Regions from separate parts of the Gossypium arboreum genome. Here region 1 is linked to region 2. Evidence: chromatin contacts called from public Hi-C data. All regions are on one chromosome and are shown on one strand. The core of a region is the stretch at or near the end of the contact, and the rest is flanking DNA. Distances in the headings are between cores, read along the strand shown. Region 1 holds the start of LOC108479603 (putative pentatricopeptide repeat-containing protein At3g01580). Region 2 holds the start of LOC108465666 (sialyltransferase-like protein 1).

What was found. Hi-C and Micro-C count contacts between places; a contact is called where the count stands out from the background.
Region 1: a contact with region 2 is called in a Hi-C map of leaf, with 2.8 times the contacts expected there. The contact joins the promoter of LOC108479603 here to the promoter of LOC108465666 in region 2. A contact is called at or near these places in 2 of 5 Hi-C or Micro-C datasets (both in leaf).

Annotation. Positions count from the first base shown.
Region 1 is chr3:58,388,061-58,394,714 of ASM2569848v2, forward strand. LOC108479603 (putative pentatricopeptide repeat-containing protein At3g01580) reads left to right here and starts at 3,626. Exons shown (of 1, transcript XM_017782314.2): 1 at 3,626-6,654. The coding sequence starts at 3,680. The coding sequence ends at 6,178. LOC108477402 reads right to left here and starts at 3,566. Exons shown (of 10, transcript XM_017779941.2): 1 at 3,431-3,566; 2 at 3,260-3,334; 3 at 3,080-3,166; 4 at 2,866-2,922; 5 at 1,410-1,502; 6 at 758-830; 7 at 583-658; 8 at 337-427. The coding sequence starts at 3,481. LOC108479604 (protein KINESIN LIGHT CHAIN-RELATED 3-like) reads right to left here. Exons shown (of 3, transcript XM_017782315.2): 3 at 6,238-6,654. The coding sequence ends at 6,551.
Region 2 is chr3:58,203,243-58,210,488 of ASM2569848v2, forward strand. LOC108465666 (sialyltransferase-like protein 1) reads right to left here and starts at 5,517. Exons shown (of 11, transcript XM_017766042.2): 1 at 5,106-5,517; 2 at 4,897-5,009; 3 at 3,975-4,061; 4 at 3,791-3,868; 5 at 3,618-3,709; 6 at 3,286-3,487; 7 at 2,838-2,928; 8 at 1,995-2,053; 9 at 1,543-1,691; 10 at 1,010-1,091; 11 at 1-903. The coding sequence starts at 5,220. The coding sequence ends at 520.

The sequences.
Region 1 (6,654 bases), core at 2,376-4,875, 180 kb after region 2:
TTTCTGTACAAAAAAAATATCTTGAAAATTATTCTTTTCAGCTACAGTTCCATTCCAAACAAAAGATTTCATTTATAGAAGATAAAACTTTTAAAAATATTAATTCTGTTCAATGGTAAATGATATTTTTTAAACAGTAAAAGTTAACTCTATTCTAATTTGGCCTTATTTGATTCTTTTTAATAGTATATGGACTAAATTGATCCATTTAATAATAGAGGAATAATTTGATTAGGTCCCTATCATACAGGGACCTCCCAAGTACATTTACTTGTTAAAAATAAGAAGATGCAGCTTAAATAACTACAATAAAAATTACTGACTCAAGAATCATACCCAAACCCGGCCATTTAAGCCAACAGCTATTTCAAAGGAGAGTTTCTTGCCAAGAGCCTCAAGAACCGGACATGTTGGTGAACTTAACAGCCTGTAATGGGAAAAAGAGAAGAAGATGACCAAGAGAATTATTCCACCCAAATGAAAAACCTAAAAGCTACCTAAGTGATTTGAAGAAAAGAGCTAAAATGAGCACTGATAAAAATAGAAAGTCAAGTATCTCAAATAAATAAAGAGCTGACTCACTTTCTCGACAGGCCAGTTGAAGTTTCAAACATGTATCCATCTTTGAGGGGGCCAAATTCAGCAGCTTTTCCACTGGCTATACATAACAGACTTTAAAGGTAACGTCTAAACAAAACTAAGACATTCACAAGGAAAGAACGCAAAATTGTGACAAATATAAAGCATATTGACTAACCATCAGTGCAGGACAATTCAGGGTTCATGCCAAAGTTTGCCTTCACAACCCGAAGATAAAGAAGAGTACCAACCTGTAACAATGAGAATTATACACAAGGAAGCATGACTGAGACAAAATACCATATTAATAATTGAAAACATGTGTACATAAAATTCAGAAAACAATCCCATTCTGATTTTAAACTTCAAGATTTGCGAGAATTAATCTCAAAACATTGTTAGTGAGCATCACAAAAATTCTAGAAATGATGAAATATCAATCTCACAGAAGATACAACCAAACAATTATGCATCTGTGTATTGGTGCACAAAGAAAGGAAATTCAGTTGAAATATGATATTTGTATAAATATTCACTCTATGATATTCTGATTTATGCCATCAAAAACTTTGATGAAGTTACTCAAACATCAATAAACCAGAGATGCTCTGCATAGTTCTGGAAAGTCCAAGGGGTCAAACAAGGCTGGGCTTGCTTTCCTCAGCAAATAATGTACCTCCAACTGGTACAGTCCAATCAATCGCATTGAAAATAAGATTGAACTATGAGAAGATTCCACTAATATCTGTCCATGAGTTATCACTGGATAAGAACATCTAGATGAAATGCAATGGCTGGTAAATCGAAACATAAACTGAAAGTATCCATACCTCAAACTTTGGTATATTCCTCCTGGTCCCCCCCTCAAAGGCAAGCACAGGCAAAAAACCCATTGCAGGTCCTTTGATGTCAATCAGAAAATTCTGGAAGGAACAAATGTACAATAAAATAAATAATGAGAAAAGGTAGTTTCCAGTTCAGAAAAGCAGGTTTACCTTTTTAAGATTATGTAATACAAGAAAAATTATGTTTATATAAACAGCTCACATCAAAATATGGATAATTGCAACTAGAAAGGACATGGTAGAGAGCCATATTCAAACAGGGTACAATATATAATTAGCTTCAAAGCAATAAAGTTTTTTGCTTGTGTTAGTTACTTCAAGGTGAAGAATACAACAGTGGAAGTGTCTATCAATCTCCTCCATCCAATTTTATTCTTTCTTCTTTCATCATGAAATCCAAACAAGTTTCACTACACAAGGTGAATCTGACAGTCACAAAGTTGTAGCAGATTCCTTGAAAGCATAATACCATGCCACAGTACTTCACCAGTGGCAAATTCTCACATATAGCTAGTTGTAAGCATAGACAATTTTTAGGCAGTAAACATCTTGAAACCAACAGTATTAGGAAGTGACATTAGAATAAATTTTTATCAAGAAATTAATCTAATTTTATGTCCTCCTTGTTTCATTGTTTACCATACCAAATGCTCCATTGTCAGCTAAATACCTCCTTGACTAACCTCATCGAGATTTTTCTCACTAAATCAACAGTTTTCTCTTCGCACATTCTATTGAAGTTGATGGGATACAGAAGGAAAGGAAGGCAATAATGCAATAGAAACCAAACTTGACCAGGTACATGCAAAAGCAGCATCTTATGTGGAGATCAACTTCTTTTCAAAAGCCTAATACTAAGTTCTACTGGAAAGCAGTTGTTACTTATTCATTATTATAAGATCTCATCCATCTTAGAATTTTCATACTGGACCTGCAAATTCTAACGTGATCTTTGTGAATAAGCTCCTAAATTTCCAGTTAGTATCTATCAATTACACATCAACACATCATCATGGTCATTTCATGCAATCTTCTTTTTCTTTTCATTCACCCATCAAAGAGAATAAACGGGCAATTTACATTATTACAATAAGGCACTAGTAACATAATCGGACTTTCATTTTTCCCTTATCCTGTTATACCTAAAGACGGTGCTCCCTCTCTTTATGGAAGCCATTATCATATAACAGTATCACCTACCACTCTTCATGGTCATAAAGACAAACTCAAGAGAAGAAGGAAAAAAAATGAAAAGAACTCTCAATTTCTTTGCATAGTCTATTCACTCTTCCAAACATAACAGAAGAACCAAATTGATTCCTCTCCTGGAACACCTTTCAAATAGAACGCAAACACAAATATTTCAAACAATACAAAGACAAAAGCGAACTGGAACTGCTAAAGTATTTAACATACAGCTAACAATCAGATGAGGACTTACATCTGCTTTAGAGTCCACCACAATACCAAGGATAGTATCTTCCACGCAAGGCACATACTGTTTAAAGATAAAGAAATGACTACATCACTCACAATTTGATGTCGAAAATACAGGGCGCCCTGTAATAAAATAGCTTTGTACTGACAGTAAACAACAATGCAGCATTCACTCCTTTTTGTAATAAATAAGGAACTAAATAAAGCATGAAGCTAACCCTTTTTTGCGAACTTTCAATCCAGTATTTATTTGGTTTCGAGAACCTAAGTGTTCCGGCCTTCATAGCAGAAATAGCATCACAATCCTAGGTAAAAAGAAATCCACCCACTTTTCATTATCATTAAAGAAACTTTTGAAGCCAAAAATATATACAGGGTCGAGAGTGAAACAGACAGACCTGACGGAGACCACCACCTAGTTTGATGGTCTGGCTGGTCATGGAGGAGAGGTCGAGCACCACATCCCCAGGAACCTAAACGCAGGTGTGTATATATATATTAATATTATTAGCTAGAGTTGAAGAAAACAATTAAAAAATCGAAAAGCATGCAGGATGAAAATTACTTACCACTGTCGAATCAACGAAGCTTGCCGGAGAACTGGACTGTTTGTTTTCCATTCAAAATCCAATTTTTTTCCCCCAATCGAAGGAGCCAAATTGTAGCGAGCTTTCTATTTTGAATGGCGAGTGGGAAGCTCTGCGTTAAAACTTAAAAAGAAACCCCTTTTGTGAGATTTGTTAAAACGCAGCATTTTGTACCGTAAGCCCCGACCCGAGGTTTTAGGGGGAAAAAAAACCCTTTAAAAAAGTTATTTTATGTGCGGTTTTATTTTAGACGTCTCTTCTAAGACTACGAAGAGTAACGCAGAAATGGAAGCTACGAAACTATTCAACCACCACCATTCATTTCACCTACGAAATCACTCTAAGGATCCAGAAAAGCTTCAGCTGTTTTCTACGGTACCTCTTTTCTCCAAAAATATTTCTTTTATAAAAAAATCTTCTCTTTCTAGCAATTCTCAGACTCATTTCACTTCCCTCAATTTCCATGAAAACCCATCTCTGAAACCACAAAACAAAGATGGTTTTTCAAGCAATAAGCTTATTATGGAGTTTAGTGAACAGGGGTTGTTTGAAGATGTTATAAGGGTTTATGTTAGAATGCTTCGAAATGGTTTCCAAGTTCAAGATTTTAAGTTCTTTCCTTGTGTGATTAAATCATTTGGTGGGCTTTCGGATGTTAAAAGCAGCAGGCAAATCCATGGTCATGTATTAAAGTTAGGATTTTTGGCTGATGTTTATGTTGTGAATGCACTTTTGGGTATGTACTTCAAATGTGGGGAAATTAAGGATGCAGTTCAGGTTTTTGAGAAAATGGGTGAAAGAGATTTAGTCTCATGGAATTCCATGATTTCCGGGTTCTATCAATCAAAGGATTACTTGGGTTCACTGATGATCTTTAGTTTGATGACTAAGGAACACGGGTTGTTCCCAAATCGGGTAGGTTGTCTCTCTGCTGTCTCATCATGTGCTTCGATCAAGTCATTGATTCTTGGAAGAGAAATTCATGGATTTGTTTTGAAAAATGGATTGGAAAATGATGAGTTTCTGGTTAGTGGATTGATTGAAATGTACATGAAATGTGGAGATGTGAGAAATGCTGAGCATGTTTTCAATAGTATAGTAAATAAAGAATCAGTGAGAGTAAATACTGTGATTTGGAATGTCATGATTATGGGGTATGTCTCTAATGAGTGTTTGTCAAAGGCACAGGAATTATTTGTTGAGATGTTAGAGTTAGAAATTGAACCAGACTCTTCAACATTGGTGGCTGCTTTAGTTTTGTGCACACAGTTACTTGATTTAAGCTTAGGAAAACAGATCCACAGATTGATACTTGCCTTTGGATTAGAAAACGACACCAGAATTCAAACTGCTCTTATAGAGATGTACTTCAAATGTTGTTATCCTGAATCTGCTTTGAAAATCTTCAGAAGATCTCATAGTGATAACTTGGTAATGTGGGGTGCAGTTATATCAAATTCTGCTCAGAATGATTTCCCCTTTAGGGCACTGGAACTGTTCTGTAACTTCATGTCCAAATATGGTTTCCCTGATTCTCAGATGCTTTTGGCTGTGTTGCGCTCATGCTCATCCTTGGCTCTCAAGGCTAAAGGCATGGAAATCCATTGTTTAGCTGTTAAAACAGGATGCGTTTCCGATTTTTATGTTGGTAGTTCTCTAGTTGATATGTACGGAAAATGTGGAGATATAGAGTCTGCACAAAATATTTTTTCCAGATTACGTTTCAGGGATTTGGTTGCATGGAATGCCCTAATATGTGGATATTCTCAGAATGAGTGGGTGGATGAAGCTTTAGCAGCATTTTGTGACATGCAGCGTGAAGGAATTAGACCCAATTCTGTAACAACTGCATGTATTCTCTCTGTTTGTGCTCACTTGTCAGTTAGGATTCTGTGTAAGGAGGTTCATTGTTTCTTAATACGGCAAGGGTGGAATTCCAATGTTCTTGTGAGTAATTCTCTGATTGCTGCTTATGCCAAATGTGGTGACATCAATTACTCATGGATTATATTCGAGAACATGCATGAAAGAAATCAAGTATCTTGGAATACGATAATATCCGCTTTAGGAATGCACGGTGACATGGACAAAATGTTTGCTTCCTTTGTAAAAATGCAGCATGCAGGCATGAAACCCGACCTTGTAACTTTTACATCCCTTCTTTCTGCTTGCAGCCATGCTGGGAGGGTTGACATGGGATGTAATTTTTTTCAAAGCATGGTTGAAGAATACAAACTTCAGCCTCAAGTTGAGCACTATACTTGTATGGTTGATCTTCTAGGACGAGCTGGCCACCTTAGTCAGGCATATGATCTGGTCATGGACATGCCTTGTGAGCCTGATGATCGTATCTGGGGTTCACTTCTTGGATCTTGCAGAAGTCATGGTGATGAAAAGCTGGCTAAGGTTGTGGCCAATCACTTATTCGAACTTGATGCCACAAGCATCGGTTATCGCGTCCTCCTCTCAAATCTTCTTGAAGATTTGGGGAAAGCAAATGAAGTTGTCAAGGTTAGATCAGAAATTAAAGACATGGGGCTTAAAAAGCAACCTGGATGTAGTTGGATTGAAATTGATAATGACATACATGTATTTGTTGCGGGTGATTGTTCACACCATCAGTTAGAAGAGATATACCCTGTAATAGATAGTTTGACACTAGAACTAAAACAGGCAGGATATGTTCCTCATTTACCCTTAACAACTCTCCTGCTTGATGAGGCTGTTTGATTGTTAATAGTGATATGGTTTCGCATAACATTTTCATAGAAAATGGCAGCTGAACTTGATTTAAGTAGAAAATGCCAACAAAGAATCTTTACTTTTACCAATAATAATAATCACAAACGACAGTGACTTAAAAGTAACCTTTAATCAAATATAAAAGTACAATAAATAGTACATTTCTTTCACCCCCAAACTCCCACTGTCCACCCATTTTTATTATCAATATAGTATTTATATATACCCATCTCCATGCCAAGAATCTATCCAACAAAAAAAGAAAATGGAAAAGAAAACATAGCTCTGTGTTCTTTTTTCTTTCATTTCTTTCTCCATTTATAATATATTATAAAGTACATAAATTCATGTTTAGCATATTCATACCTTAAATCGCTCAGCATTAGAATTATGATGAGGGTTGGCATCAAGAAGGGTTTCTAATGATCTGGCTTTTCTGCTCTCAACTCTTCCTGCTTCCTTTA
Region 2 (7,246 bases), core at 4,267-6,766:
GAAACTCGCAACGATAGACAGCACAAGCATGCAAAAAAAACAATACAAAACAAACAGAAAAAAAGAAACCCGGATATGTCCTAAATTAAGTAGATTTTAGATTTGAATTTCAAACATCCCAGATTATCCAGTCCACATCCATCCTCGACATAAACAGCAACTGTACTGCCCTCTATTGAGATATTCTGACACCTCGCCACCATTCAATTACAATCTTCAAATCAGAAAACAGAAAAGCCAGAAAGAGGGAGAGAGAAACCCTGTAGCAAGTAATCATAGTTTGCGACCACAGAGCAAAATGTCTTCCATGGCTTTTTCCACATTGGAAGCATGGGCAATGCTTCACACACAGGACAGCATTCAGAAGTACCATACAACATTTCACCAAACTCAAAATGACAGATTGCTATTCCCAAACGGCCACTCATCATCTCATTGCTGATTTGTTGGTGATAAGGAACGTTTCTCCCACTCACACCACCAAAAAGAATACAGAAGGGCATCAACCTGTAATATTTCTTAGCCCTTGAGGTTTACAGAATGTCTCACGCATACTAGATCGTCCAATTTGTTACCATCTATTTTATACATAGAAACACCTTCCATTTGCTTAAAATGATCTTGCGCTTCCTTTCTTATGCTCTTAAAAGGCATGGTTTCCCATTTGCTGTAATTTGAGTGTTTCCTCACATCGCTCATGTCTGAAGATCCTGAAATGGGCCCACTGTCGTCTGGGTCCACATTACCCCATACCTTGCAACTACCAAACTGTCCCAATTGACCATCTGGACCCCTTTTAAAGTGCAAGGCAGCAGCATGAGCTCTGTTTATCATTTCTCTACTTGGTACATCGGACCAGTCTTGCTTCCTCTTGGCTCTCATAGGAGAATGAATTCTAATAACCTGCAAAGAAGCAAAACCATGAATTCAAATCTGTAGGATTTCATTTGACATGTGACAAAATTGGAATTAAAAGCTCCTAGTCTTTTGCAGGGTGCAAGTATCATACACCAAGGCACTCTAGCAGTTGATAATATGCTCTTCCTTGAAGTGGATTATGCCCTTTCCTTGGTGTCGAGAAGTACCTTGTCCTACAAAAAATCATTGTGAAACTATAAGCAAGAAATTGGGATGAATGCAAAAGGCAGACCATTTGCACAAGAAAAACATCTCAGATTCAGTTGAAAAGGTGTTGGACAATACATCTACTCTACCACATACTTGTAAATTGTCAACTTTCACCTTCAACAATCAATCAGTAAAAACAAATTATTGAAACCAAGGCTAAATCACTTGACTTCTATTATTCAAAATGCAAACTAGAAACTATTAGAAGCATTCTCCTCTTTAACTGACAGAATTAAGAACAAAAGTGTGTACAATACTATCTTTAATACATTAAGCCTCAAACCTGAAACCAATTGTAAGGAAACTGATAAAAAAGAAAAGTAATCTTATATGAAAATCTAAATGAGGGGAACTAGATTCAAAAGAACAAAAAACCACAGAGATGAGTAAAGGATAATTGAAGAATTAACTGACCATTCAGTATAGCCTGGATCAACAGTGAAACCATATATATCAACAATATCGCACATAGAAAGTGCTAGCTCTATAGATTTCATTCCAGTTCCTTTGGCACCCCTACGTAGAACAATTCCTTGAAAGAGATAAACAGGATTCGGAATGCTCTGTGATAGAAAACAATAAAATATTTTAATTTGGCATGGCAAAAGAACCATATAAATGAAGTATAAGTTCTCACAACCATCCCAATAAAAGGTATCTAGCAAGAAAGAGTACCAACAGCAAACAAGAATAAATAAACACCGAACTCTAAGGGTTGCTGGGGTTTGACTTTGATCACAGAATTGATATCTAGCACTCCAAAATCAAATAAGCTATCATAGCAGCCAACTTTAAATTCTGTTTCTTAATCACTCAACCAGCTACTGACAAATAACATTGTTTATTTCCTGATATAGGATTCTCACCTTGATCATATCATTGAAGTCCTTATGGGTGACACTCTTGATTATAAGTACCTCATCATCTGCATGGGAAAACTGACAATGTCATTATGTTTTAACATCATATTGAGACATCAATACATGCATGAATGACACACATTTGCTAACAAGAAATAGATTATATGTGCATAAAACAGAGAGAGAGAGGGGAAGCCTTCTTTTCCCCGCAAATGTAGAAGTAAAATGAAATAAGAGTTTGGAGAGGGAATTTTTAAATCTTGAAAGAACTTTGAAATGAAGCCAACTCATGTTTGAAATGCTAGCATTTGTAATTATTATTGTTAGGATAAACATTTCTTCAAATGAAATTTAGGCCATTGAACTTCCATAAGATGGAAAAAATATAAACAATGAAAAATGATGTTAAAAGAAATTACGTCTGCTGGACAATATGCAATACGAGTACCATTAGATTTGTGAAAATGTAGAGATATTATTAATAATATAAAGGTAACAGCAAAAATATATTTATCAGGATAATTTTATATGATATTTAATTTTTTTAAGGAATACATTTTATAGTGAGCCATGTGAGATAAAAGTAAAAGGAAATCTTCAAGTGATTTGAAAAACAACCTCTTTTAGGAGGAATTTCAATAGGGAAATTGAAATGCTAAATCTCATGTTGAAAATCCTCATAAATTTTGTAATTCTCCCAATACTTTAACCCAAACAATTAAATTCATATTTGAAACCTGGATTGAAATGAAATTCTCTTCCAAATACCAGACCCAAACACACCATAAGAGCATCCAAAACAAGCATTCCAGAACTTTATTAGCAACATTAATATAGACCGGCACTCACCGGATCCTTTGAGAATCTTAATCATGTTTCGAGCAGCACCCCGTACCACAAGGCGGAAATCCCTCTTAAGACCAACGTATTTGGCATATTTCTGTTAAGCGAGTGATAATGGAGATAAGCATTCACATAGACTAAATACCGACATAAGCCAGAAGAACAATGAACCAAAGGCCATGCAGCCTCATGAAAAAGACAAAGATGAAAAAACAGAGTGTAATTTGCTACTAATTCGGATAAGTTAAAGAAAGTAAATGAAAGTCTAAAATCTTAGTAGAGCATGAATGCACACACACACAAATAAATGCAGAATTAATTGCTTCTAAGAGAAATTATTGATAATCAATTGCCTTGAAATGATAGAAAAGAAAACTGAGTCAATGCAAAGAAATAACATTGAAAGTTTTCAGAGAATTGGATAACTCATTTGGCGTGTGTATTTTCAATTTACCTCATTGACAGGAGCCTCATTGTCTCGTATAACAGCGTCATGACTATCAATTTCTTTCCCAAATTCTGTCTTTAATAGATCACCTGAGTTCCCAACAACTGCACATGTGCGAAACTGGCGTGGGTGGAATGGGGGCTTTGCTGGTAGAAGCACATTAAGATGTTCTTCACAAAGTGTTTGATTGTAGCATTTATCAGCTCCCCTGCAAACCACGACGAAAAAAGTTTACAAGTTCACTTAATTCCGACAAACAATTTTTGCAGCAAATATGCTTAAAGCCAAATCAGAAAACCGGAAAAGATAAACCAGTGTATGTGTCAAGAAAATCATACAATTGTGCAATCCTTTTTGCTGCATAGTCCAACCATCCATCTGGCCGGGCATCTAGATATTCTCTAGTTAACACTGTTGTCATGTTACGGTACTGCATTTATAAAGGCATTATTAGGAGGACAAATGACTCCTCAGTGGGCAAATATAACAAGGAAAAGGATTGAACATTAACCTGTTCCCACAAAAGAATGGCATCACAAATATCATAATGGTACTCCAATGGTTCAAAAACCTTAAACTGCTCATTATACTGTAAACACCAGGAACAATCAGCAGACAAATGCATTTAAAAATAATTGAAGAGCAAAAATGGGGAGGGGGGATGCATTATTAAGAGGAAGGAAAGAAAACCAGACCCAAGTGCTGTTTGTGCCTTCAGGAAACTTAAGAGTCAATTTGCAAAGGTCGACAAGATGTGCAGTGAGTCCAAGTCCTCTATTCGCCTACATCCATTCATGTCAGTAAATGCAGACTTCCACAAATGAAATACAGTCATCATCAACTCACAAACTCATCCAATTCTCGGCAAAATCAGCATTTAGATTGAACTAAACTAATCCAAGTTTTCTTATTATTGTTTAATGCAACATGGAATGGAAACAAGAACATCATCTGAGTTTTTTTGTGTTTTTTTTTATCTTAAGACTTGATTTAAGCAAACACGTGTTTAGGAAAAGTGACTTCCATCCAATCACCTAAGTGGAGGGAATGCCAGCAAAATAGATTGTTTCTAACCAGAAGGGAGGGAGTTGTTGCATAGACTGTAAGGTGATACAGGAGGCAAGTACAGCTACACAACATCAGCTTCCAATATGTTCATTTTCTAAAGATGTATAAAAAAGCTAGACCTATTCTAGATCCTAGGATTAAATGGTGGAGGTTGAACAGGGGCACGCAAGCACTTTTAAGTAATAGAGTAACCTGAGAGGCAAATTGAGAAGACGATTTCATACCCAGTATGATATGGAAAAAAATGGTTTATTGTGCTAAAGAGGTGACTGAGTAACTTGGTGAATCAAAGGATATAATGCCGCCATATAAGGATGCATCATGATGGAACGAAGAAGTACAACTATTAAGAACAAACGAATTTTCTATAGAAACTTAGGAAATACCGTGGATACAGATTGCTTTGAGAAATATAAGCCAGCAAAGAAAGAGGTCAAAAGCGTTGTAAGGGAGGTTGAATATTTTGTCATGTATATTTTATTTTATGGCAAACAGAAACTATAACAAAATAAAATAAAAAACTTTAAACTAATATAGAAAAGAACTGACCACGCATTGTTGAACACTGGTTTGAAAGTCGGCTAAACTCCTGAGTTCCTGAGGGCTGAGATCTGATACCTGCACTTTTTCTTTACCGAGATCTATTTTTCTGTTAATACGACCTGAAAACCAAGAATAAAATTAAGCATATTCAGAAATAAGCAATAAAAGGAAACTTCAATAGTTCAGAAATAGAGCTTCAGAAAGAACTAAAGAACCTGAGAAGAAAGAAGATTGGATTCCGAAAAGAAGAAGAGAAAAGAATGCAGCAGCGCAAACCAGAGGGAGAAGCGTGGATTTCTTGTGAGACTGAAACTGAGACCGAGATCTCATTGTTTCTCCACTTACAATCGGGGTTTATGATGTGAATTAGGAGCCCCTACACCTGCTTCTGCACTGTTATTAGAGTAGCAGATTGGATTTATATATCACTGAAAGTAATCAATTGATGCCAATTTTGATTTCTGGGTGGATTAGTTTCGACATCTTGTTAAAAGGATGACGCCAAAGAAGCAGAAATGTTTGGAACTGAGAGCCACAATTCTATTCTGGGATGATAAATCAAGACCAAATCAGAATAATGGACTATGAGCTTTCCTGTTGTATGCTAAGACTGATACTGGGAGTTCCACATTTTTCTGGACTCTAAATCCAGCCCAAGTTTATATAGAGAAGCAAAGCCGAAGCCCTAAACAATTAGCCTCTGTTTCTTTTTCTTTTCTTTTTCTTTTTAATTAGAAAACATTGTTAAAAATAAAGATATGTAAAAACAATAATTTGTTTTCATTATTTTTACTAAAAATGTTTTATAAAACTGAAAATGATAAAAAATTATTTTTAACTTTAAATGAATTCACATTCAAACTCATATAAACACAAAAATATTCTTTTTTCAACAAATTTTTAAATATTAAATCCTACCCTCATTGAAATTTATTTTATTTTATTTCTTATATTTCTGTTATAACAAATGTTTTCATGTTTCTATTATTGAAAATAAATATTTATTTCACAAACTAAGTACAACCTTAGTTAATCAATTTTTTCAATATTTCAAAGTTTTTCTTATCTTAACTAGTGATTAAGGATTCGAACTTCACTCTAAATATGAAGCAATTTAAAATTCGTAGTCAATATTTATCTCTTAATTAGCTTACAAAACACGAAGAATAGCTGGATACATACCGTGAAAAATCAGAGGAAATATAACAGTTTTGAAATCTATATAACTACACCCTATTCCTCCTATTGACACGTGGGCACCACCATGTTTTTTTTTTCATTTTACAAAAATGGTTTAATTTCAGATTTAGACATTTTATTATACTTAAAATTGAAATTTAATCATTATACTTTAATTTTAACATAATTCAATCCTATATTTTCATGATTATTAGTTAGTCTAAATAGTTAATATAATTAAATTTTCTATTAAAATTTATTTTTGGTTATATATAAATTGAAAACTTTAAGGGTATTAAAGACATCATATTTTGGGTTTGCCTTACTTTTTTTTTATATATATTACAAGATAATGGTTAAATTTCAATTTTGGCTTCTATACTAAGCTAAAACTTGGTTTAAATCCATATACTTTAATTTTGACACAATTTGGCCATTCTACTTTTATAATGTCATTAATTAGTCTAAATAATTACTATTGTTAACTATATCAAATATTATTTCAACAAAAAAATATTCTTATCATGACTAATTCAAATGTGTGTTTTAAGAAGAAGAAAATCACATAAGCATTCTCAACACATTTTTTAGTACATCACTACTAAATAATTTTTTTTAATTTTAAAATGTCACATCATTAAATTTAACTGAACATTTTTAACAATGATAACAATTAAATCTGAATTTTTAAAGTTGAAACATAGAGGAACTAAAATCTTAAAAAATAAAATAAGGAGACTAAATTACAAATGTATGAAATGTATAGGGACTTAAATCATATTTTAACCTTCAATTTTTACTCCATAATTTGATACAAACAGATAATTAATTCAATTCAAAATGTTACACAATAAATTTAATAAAATAAATTTAAATCTTGATAATAATTAAATCTAAATTTTAAATTTAAAAACTAAAGAGTGAAAAATAAAATAGCATTAGAGTATATTTTATTTTTAAATTTTCATAATTATTTCAGCGTGAATCATACTAATTATTTGTAAAATTAGGTGGATTTGGATGATGGGACAATGAACTAAGTGTTAGAGTATACCCAGCTAAGCAGGGGGCGAATGAAATTTTAATTTTTTATAGTCTATATATTTATAGTTTTTAAATAATTAAATCGAATTTTTATAATCTTATGGGGTCAAAGTGCAATTTTACCTTTAATAAT